2 separate regions of the Anas platyrhynchos genome follow, and region 2 is linked to region 1. The links are chromatin contacts, called in public Hi-C maps. All regions are on one chromosome and are shown on one strand. Each heading gives the region's core, a stretch centred on a gene start, on an enhancer-like site or on the middle of the called end of the contact. The rest is flanking DNA. Distances are from core to core; before and after follow the strand shown. Region 1 holds the start of SLC48A1 (solute carrier family 48 member 1). Region 2 holds the start of SMUG1 (single-strand-selective monofunctional uracil-DNA glycosylase 1).

Region 1 (4,543 bases), core at 748-3,247:
TTTATTTTATTTTATTTTATTTTATTTTATTTTATTTTATTTTATTTTTTATTTATTTATTTATTTTTATTTATTTTATTTTTTTCTTCCTGATTTTGAACCGAGACGAACCCTCAGCCACACCTCTCCATGAGCACCGACCTTCACGATGGCCACCACCCGAAAACGAAAGCTCCTCCTCATCCTCCCCTTGCTCCCCAATGTCTCCGCAGCCTCGGGGCACATTTTGGTGCCCAACATCCTCAAGAACACGCATTTATTTATGTAATCCCACGGCTTCCACCTTCCTTGTTTGCTTTGGCCACGTGGCGGAGCGCAGGTGGCAGGGCCTCATCTCGATCCATCCCCGACGGCCTCCAAACGTTTCTAATTAATCCTCCCCGCTGGATGGGGTCTCGTAGGGTGGGGATTAAGAGGAATTTATTTGATTTTGGAGGGGTTTTCCAGCCCTCGTGGTTCTGTGGTTCTTTCAAAATAAGGTCACACAATGAAATAACTGCCCTGCAACAGGCCGAGCTGCTGGCCCCGTAGTGCTGGAGGGTGGTGGCACCACAGGGACCTGCCCCAGACCTGTCCTGTGTCACATTATGAGGAGGCAACGGGGACAAAGTGCCACCCACATGGGACATTTGTGGCTAAAAGAGTGAATTTAGGGTCGGTCACCAAGATGGTCACAGCCCGGAGCACTTCCCATGGGGACAAGTTGGGGGAGCAGGCCTCGTCCATCCTATAGGGCCCAGAAGCTTTGGGGTCACCTCCCACCCTCCTTTTGGGGTTAGGGAGAGGACGGAGCCAGGCTCCTGGTGGTGGGGGCTGAACCTGGGGAGGGTCTCGGGGGGGGGTCTGTGGGGCAGCTCCGGCCTTGGTGGGCTTCCAGACCCCGCTGCGGGGTGAGGGAGGTGAAGGGGAATTGGTGCTGGGGTGGCTCGGCCCTAAAGGGAAGGAGGCTGCTGCCATCTAGAGCAGGGACTCCTCCGCCTGCGGCCGAGCCAGGCCGGAAAGGCTGAAAATTTGCCTTAAATTGACGGAAATTGAAGGAAAAAGCATCAGGAGCCGGAACCGAGCGCACAACGGGCTCCAGGGCGCCGGGCTGAGCACCCAGCCCATATCCCCATGCCCCCCCCTAAAAAAAACCCATTCCCCCTTTGTGTCCCCAAATCCCCCATTTCCCCATGTCCCCCCCCGTGTCCCTATTGCACCCCATAACCCCCATGCCCCCCTCATGTCCCATTTCCCCCATGTGCCCCCCATGACCCCACACCCCTAAATCCCATATAACGCCCATGCCCCCCTCGTGTTCCCAAACCCCTCATTTCCCCATGTCCCCCCCATGACCCCATACCCCCCATAACCCCCCATAACCCCTGTGCCCTCCTCATGTCCCATTGTCCCCCATTTCCCCCATGTGCCCCCCCATGACCCCAAGCCCCCAAATCCCATATAACCCCCATGCCCCCTCGTGTCCCTAAATCCCCCATTTCCCCATGTCCCCCCCCGTGTCCCTATTGCACCCCATAACCCCCATGCCCCCCTCATGTCCCATTTCCTCCATGTGCCCCCCCATGACCCCACACCCCCAAATCCCATATAACCCCCATGCCCCCCTCGTGTCCCCAAATCCCTCATTTCCCCATGTCCCCCCCGTGACCTCATACCCCCAATAACCCCCTATAACCCTCATGCCCCCCCCCTTACCCTCCCTCCCCCCCTTTTCCCCCTCCCCATTCCCCCCCAAATCCTCCGGGCCGCCGGGGGGCGCCCTGACAATGGGCGTGGCTTAGTGACCACAGTGGGCGTGGCTTAGCGGCGGGACTCGGAAACAAGACTGTGTGGTGGGCGTGGCTTGTGCCGGCTGGGCGTGGCCTCAAGCTTTGTGGGCGTGGCTTTGAGGCTGATGGGCGTGGCTCGACGGCGGCGCACATTGGGTTTAAGCGCGGGGGTGGGCGTGGCTTGACGAGGGTGGGCGGGGTTTGAAGGAGGTGGGCGTGGTTTAAAGGGCGGTGGGCGGGGCTTGCCGGCGGTGGGCGGGGCTTGTGGGCGCAGCGCTCCGATGGCGGTGAGCCGGGCGCTCGCCCTGCGCCTGGCCTACGCGGCCACCGGCTGCGCGCTGGGGCTCTCGGCCTTCTTCACCTGGAGCCTGGCCGCTGCCTTCCGACAGCCCGCCACCGCCGCCGCCGGGGGGCTGTCCGGTACGCTGGGAACGGGAACGGGGCTGGGGATGGGGCTGGGGGGGGAGATCGGGGCGGGCAGGAGCCATTCGTGCCCCGGGTGCTGGGCCCGGGGCTGGGGCCGGGGTGCTGGGGCTGGGCCTGGGCCTGGGCCTGGGCCTGGTGCTGGGGCTGTGGTGCTGGGGCTGGGCCCATGGTTTTGGGCCCGTGGTGCTGGGGTTGGTGCTGGGGGGAGAAGGTGGCAGGCAGGAGCCGTTCGTGCCTGGGGTGCTGGTGCTGGGCCCAGGGTGCTGGGCCTGGGGGGCTGGGGCTGGGCCTGGGGGGCTGGGGCTGGGGCTGGGCCTGGGGGGCTGGGGCTGGGGCTGGGGGGAGAAATTGGGGCGGGCAGGAGCCGTTCGTGCCCATGGTGCTGGGCCCGGGGCTGTGGCTGGGGTGCTGGGGTTGGGCCTGGAGCTGGGGCTGGGGCTGAGGGGAGATTGCAGCGGGCAGGAGCCACTGGGACCCTGGTGCTGGGCCTATGGTGCTGGGCCCAGGGTGCTGGAGCTGGGCCCGTGGTGCTGGGGCTGGGGCTGGGGGGGTGATTGTGGCAGGCAGGAGCCGTTCGTGCCCGTGGTGCTGAGCCTGGGGTGCTGGGGTTGGTGCTGAGCCCGTGGTGCTGGGCCCAAGGCTGTGGCAGGCGAGCTCCAGGGGCAGTTCTGCACCCAGAGGTGCTCGGCGCTGGGATGGGATCCCCAGGGACCTGGTCACAGCTCTGGAGTTGGGGGATCCCTGTCCCAACGCTCTCAGAAACATGGTTTGGGTTTGGGGTCCGGAGCCGGGAGCTGGATTTGGGGATCCTCAGGGGGCTCTTCTGCGGTGGGAAGCTCCCTGTGACAGCCCCTGGGGGGCTTTGAGGCTCAGGTGGGGGTTTGGGGGCTTCTCCTGGCCTCCCCCAAGGGTATTTGGGGGGCTTGGGACCAGGGGCCGGGGTCTGGCTGCGTTTGCAGCTGGAGAAGCCAAGCAGCATTTTTTGGGACACGCCGACCGCACCTGCACGCGGGGAGCCCCAGGTGCCGGCCGGCCTTCTTACCGAAAAGAGGCTTTTATTTTAAACTTCAAAACTTCAAAGTTTTGTTGACTTTCCCGGCGAGATTTTGGCCTGGAAAGCAGCATTTACGCCTGCTCTGTGTTTTCAGGGAAAACCCAAATTGCCCGCTTCCTGAGGTTTGTACCCGCTGAAAGCATCCGGGCTGGATGCTCTGAGACAGGCGTTTGAGCTGCTTTTCGGACAGGCCACAGGCTGCAAAAACCCATCTTTATGTCCTCTGACATCAGTGGTGCATCAATATCTTGTTTAAGTTATATATTTTTCGTTAATGGCTGGGTTGGAGCAGATCGCAGCTGTCCCTCCATTTACCAGCTCCGGGGTTTTCTCTGGCTGAATTCAAGCAACCACCTGGAGCTTAAAGGGAAGTGAAATTTGGTAAAGAATCCGAATTTCTGCTTGCACACGAGTGAATCCAACGCTGCTGTGACCGCCTGGGTGTTTGCCCCAGCAGGGCAGCTGGGATGCCCGGGGTTGTGCTGGGTTTGCCATCCAGCCGATTCCCTCAGCTCCCTCTTCTTGCCATTCCTCCAAAATTCTTTAATTTTGATTAAAGGTAACAGGGGCTCAAGGTAAGCGAGATTAAAAAAAAATAGTCACTTGCGAGGTTGCACTCGGTGAATTCGCAAGCATCTGGGGAATGTCCAGGGGTAGAGCCTCGGCAGGATCCCCAAAGCCTCAGAAACGCGTTAAGAAATAATCAGAAAGGCTTTCGGCGTCTTTCGCTGTTGTGACAAAGCCGATTTAAGAGGCTCCCGTCATCTCCCACTCTCGGCTGCTTTTTCCTGCCCTTCTGCTTCGCTCTCCGTGTTCCCACAGGCGAAATGAGGTGAGATTTCTCCTTTATGCTCCTGAGCTGATCATTTATAGCGTGCTGTCCTGCAAACTGGCTGGGACTGAGGAACAAAACCACTCGTGTACGGCAAGGACCTTTTGAAATTTGTTCTGCTGCCAGCCGAGCCTTCAAGCCAAGTTGCGCCAGCCTCCAGGGACAGACATTTCACGTGGGTAGGGTGCTCGGGCACTGCTGGAGGGGGAGCCTTAAAAAAAAAATAATAAATAAATAAGAATTGCTGTTTTTTTTTTCCCCTGTGCACTGAAGCGAAGGCTGCTTGCAGAATTAAGTTTATTCCACGAAAAAAAAATCAGCGTGTAGGAGGTTGGCCTTGTGTTTAGGCACCGCAGGTCGTTCAGTTTCGGGTATTTCATGGGGTTTTGTTTTTGGCACCCCTTTTTGTTGTCACACGCTAAGCAGCTCTTAATTTCCACTGGCAGAGAATGGCAGGGAAGG
Region 2 (4,543 bases), core at 567-3,066, 180 kb before region 1:
GGCAGGCGTAGCGCAGCGGGCGGTACACGTGGCTCACCGCCCCCCCGAACGGCGGCAGCGCCTCCAGCAGCGCCTCCAGCAGCGCGCTCTGCTCACGCTCCAGCTGCAGGAAGCAGCCGGCCAGGTCCTCAGCCTCCGGTACTGGTGGCACTGGTGGCACTGGTGGCACTACTGTCACTGGTGGCGCTGCTGTCACTGCTGTCACTGGTGGCACTGCTGTCAATTCTGGTGTTGCTAGCGCTGGTGGCACTGCTGTCACTCCTGCCACTGCTGGCACTGGTGGCACTGGTGTCAATTCTGCCACTTCTGGTGCTACTAGCACTGCTGGTGCTTCTGACACTGCTGTCACTTCTGGTGCTGCTAGTACTGGTGGCACTGCTCTCGCTTCTGTCACTGCTGGCACTGGTGGCACTGCTGCCACCTGTGGTGCTGCTGCCACTGGTGGTGTTGCTGTCACTGGTGGCACTGGTGGCGCTGATGTCAATTCTGCCACTGCTGGCACTGCTGGCACTGGTGGTGCTGCTGTCATTGGTGGCACTGGTGGTACTGCTCTCACTCCTGCCACTGGTGGCACTGCTGGCGCTGCTGTCACCTGTGGTCCTGCTGTCACTGGTGACACTGGTGGCACTGCTGTCAATTCTGGTGCTGCTGTCATTGGTGGCACTGCTGGCACTGCTCCTGCTGCTAGCACTGGTGTCACTTCTGCCACTGGTGGTACTGGTGGCACTGCTGTCACTTCTGGTGCTGCTCTCGCCGTTGTTGTCCCCGGCACCAGCCCCGCAGCGCTGCCCGGGGTCACCTCCATGCTGCCATCGCCTGGGGATAGAGCAAGGGGGGGGGCAGTTATGGGGCTGGGGGAGCGGGGTGGTCGTGGGGGGGGTATTGGGGGGGTTGGTGGAGGGTATGAGGGGGGTACAGGAGGTTATGAAGGGGGTATGGGGGGGTTATAGGGGTATATAAAGGGGTATGGGGGGGTTACAAGGGGGTGCAGGGGGCTATGGGGGGGGTACGGGGCCTCCTGTGGCTCCCCCCTGGGCGTTAAATGGGTAAGGGGGGGGGGCAGTGACACTGCCCCCAGAGCCCTGCCCCTCACAGGAGGGAGTGCCCAGTGCCCCCCCCAACAACTGCCCCCCCCGCCTTCCAAGTGCCCCAATGCCCTCGAACTACCCCCAATACCCCCCTACTGCCCCCCACCCCCCTACCTGCCCCCAATGCCCCCTCAAACACCCCCCAGGCCCTTCTCTCTCCCTGCCCCCCATGCCCCCCCAACTGCCCCCAAAGCCCCCCACTCGCCCCCTAACTGCCCCTAATGCCCCCATGCCCCTCTAACTGCCCCTCCACCCCCCTACCTGCCCCCAACACCCCCCCAAAGCCCTCCCAGGCCCCTCCAGGTGCCCCCCAAGCCCCCCGCACCTACCCCCAAAGCCCCCCCATCTGCCCCCAACGTGCCCAATGCCCCCCTACCTGCCCCCAATGCCCCTCTAACTGCCCCCCACCCCCCTACCTGCCCCCAATGCCCCCCTAACTGCCCCCCACCCCCCTACCTGCCCCAATGCCCCCCCAATTGCCCCCACAGCCCCCTCCCCACCCCCCACCGCCCCCCATGACGTCACACCACGTCACGACCCCCCAGCGCCTACCCCGGCCTACCTGAGCGCCGCGCGAGGCCCCCTCCAGCCCGGCCCCGCCTCCCGCCCTGCTGGCCCCGCCCCCTGACCCGTGACGCGCCCCCCCCGCGCGGGGCCTGCTGGGAGTTGGAGTCCGCGCCGCTTCTTTGTCTGCCGCGGCCCCGGGGCACCATGGGAGAATCCGGAGGGGAGGGGGCGGCACCCCGCGGAGAGGGAGGGGGCGGGGCTTTGAGTGGCTCCACCCACAAAGGGGCGGGGCTTCGGTGGCGCGCCGGCGGCACAAGGGCGACCCCTGGCGGGGGAGGGGAGCCAGGGCCACCAAGAGCCCCAGGGCCACCAAGGTCCCCGAGTCACTGCTGTGTCCCCAAAGCCACCGCTGTCCCCAAGCTGTCCCCAGGGCCACCCCAAATCAGGGGCCACCGCTGTCCCCAAGTCACCGATGTCCCCAGGGCCACCCCTGTCCTGAGGCCACCAATGTCCCCAGGGCCACCACTGTCCCCAAGCTGTCCCCAGGGCCACCCCCATGTCCAGGGCCACCAATGTCCCCAAATCACCAATGTCCCCAGGGCCAGCGTTATTCCCAAAGCCACCGCTGTCCCCAGTCTGTCCCAAGACAACCGCTGTCCCCATGTCACCAACGTCCCCAAGGCCACCCCTGTCCTGAGGCCAACAATGTCCCCAGGGCCACCACCATCTCCTGTGCCACCCCTATGTCTGGGGCCACCACTGTCCCCATGTCACCGATGTCCCCAGGGCCACTGATGTCCCCAGAGCCATTATTCCCACAGCCACCCCTGTCCCCAAACTGTCCCCAGGGCCACTGCTATGTTCAGGGCCACCGCTGGCTGTCCCCAGGGCCACCACCAACCCCAGGGCCACCACTGTCCCCAGGGCCATTATTCCCAAAGCCACCAATGTCCCCAAGGCCACCACCATCCCTAGGTCCCCCCTGTCCCCAGGGCCACCCCCCTCTCACCAAAAGTGTCCCCAAGCACCATGTTTGTCCCCAGTGCCCGCAGTGTCCCCAAGCACCCCCCCATGTCCCCACACCCCTGGGGGCTCATACTCGTGTCCCCCCCCACCCCCACCCCCTGACGGCACCCGGGGGGGGGTCCAGCTGTCCCCCCAGTGTCACCTCCTCCCCCCCAAATGTCACCTCCGTGTCCCCAAAGTGCAGCACCGCGCCATGCCCGCCAGGTGGCAGCAAAGGAGCAGCCGAGGAGCCCCCCCCCCCTCCCCCCAAAAAAATTTTTGGGGGGGGGGTGCAAGGCACGGGACCCCACCGTGATGGGCAAACTGGGCCAAACTGGGAGCACTGGGAGTGTCCCCAGTGTCCCCATCCCTCCCCCCCCCAGGACAGAGCACCCCGCTCCTGAAAAGTGACCCTTTATTGGAAGCAAATACAAGGGGGGGGGGGGACCGGGGACACAGGGACAAGGTGGGGGGGGGGACACCCCGGGTGGGGGGGGGACACCCTGGGTGGGGACACCCCGGGGTTAAAAACATCGACGTTAAAAAAACGGCAAAAAGGGTTTTTTTTGGTGACCCCCCCCCTTCCCCAAACCCGGCCCCATGGGGGGGGGGACACGAGGATTTGAGGGGGGGGGACACCATGGGGGTCTTTGCAGCCCCCCCCTCCCCATCCACCAGGTTTTGTCACCCCGCAGGGGACACGGGGGGGATGTGGGGACCCCCCCGGGGGTGACAGCGAGGAGAAAAAAGGGGGAGGGGGGACACATTTTGGGGAGGGGGGGGGACACGGTGACACAACGCACCGCCCCCCGCGGCGTCCCTGGGGAGGGCCAGAACCAACCCCGTGGACCTAAAAAGAGGGAAAAGGACGGGATTTAGGGTTTTTTTTTTTGGGGGGGGGACACGAGACGCTGCCCGGGGGGGGCTATGTACAGCGGGGGGGCCCCGGGGGGGGGGGGACTTTAGCTCTTGGCGGCCTCGCGCTCTTTGCTGTCCGTGTCCTCGGGGTACGCGTGCCAGGTCAGCCGCTCCTCGTAGAAGGCGATGACAATTTGGGGACATTTTAGGTTGGCCTCCTTGGCCAGCACCAGGTCGGCCTCGTCCGTGTCCTTCCTGAAAGGGGGGGGGACAAAAAAATTAAAAAAGGGGGTGAGGCAGCCCCCGTTGGAACCCCTCGGGGGGGTCGCGCGCGTTGCGTGCGTTGCTCCGGTCCCTTTTTCCCCTAAAACGGCCCCAAAAAGAGCCTCGGGGTGGGCGGCGTTGTCACTTTTTGGGGACGCCGGGTGACGGGAGGGGGCACGGGGGGGGCGCGCGGTGGCCTCACCACTTCATGAGGAACATGAGGTCCCCGCAGGAGTCGGTGGCCCCGATGATCTTTTCGGGTTCCAGCCCTCGCTCGAAGCCCCGGGCGATGTCGTTGCTCTGCGCAGTTTGGGGGGAAAAAGCGGCTTTTTGGGGGTCACGGCGCTGCAGGCGGCCTCCGGGGAGGAGGGGACGTGCAGCACCCGGAGGTGACGGGGTTGGGGACAGCCCCGTGGCACTGGTGGCACTGGGGGGGGGACTGGGTCCTGTGTAGGGGCACCGGGTGCCAGTCCCATCACCGTGTCCCCCCCAAAAATCGTGGTGACACCGGGTGCCTGTCCCCATCACGGTGACACCATGTCCCTGTTCCCATCACCGTGTCCCCCCCCAAATCACAGGGACCCCAAATTCCTGTCCCCATCACCGTGTCCCCCCTCAAAATCGTGGTGACCCCAAATTCCTGTCCCAATCACCGGGTGCCTGTCCCCATAATGCTGACCCTGGGTGTCCCCCCAAAATCCTGGTGACACCGGGTGCCTGTCCCCATCGTGGTGACCCTGGGTGTCCCCCCAAAATTGTGGTGACACCGGGTGCCAGTCCCCATCACAGGGTGCCTGTCCCATCACGGTGACACCGTGTCC

What was found. Hi-C and Micro-C count contacts between places; a contact is called where the count stands out from the background.
Region 2: a contact with region 1 is called in a Hi-C map of subcutaneous adipose tissue, with 5 times the contacts expected there. The contact joins the promoter of SMUG1 here to the promoter of SLC48A1 in region 1. A contact is called at or near these places in 5 of 8 Hi-C or Micro-C datasets (liver, skeletal muscle and subcutaneous adipose tissue).

The regions. Positions count from the first base shown.
Region 1 is chr34:1,566,488-1,571,030 of IASCAAS_PekinDuck_T2T, reverse strand. It overlaps SLC48A1 (solute carrier family 48 member 1), which reads left to right and starts at 1,997. Exons shown (of 3, transcript XM_027445345.3): 1 at 1,997-2,189. The coding sequence starts at 2,051.
Region 2 is chr34:1,745,046-1,749,588 of IASCAAS_PekinDuck_T2T, reverse strand. SMUG1 (single-strand-selective monofunctional uracil-DNA glycosylase 1) reads right to left here and starts at 1,816. Exons shown (of 3, transcript XM_072031947.1): 1 at 1,651-1,816; 2 at 1-816. The coding sequence starts at 1,801. CBX5 (chromobox 5) reads right to left here. Exons shown (of 5, transcript XM_072031971.1): 4 at 3,925-4,022; 5 at 3,002-3,713. The coding sequence ends at 3,563.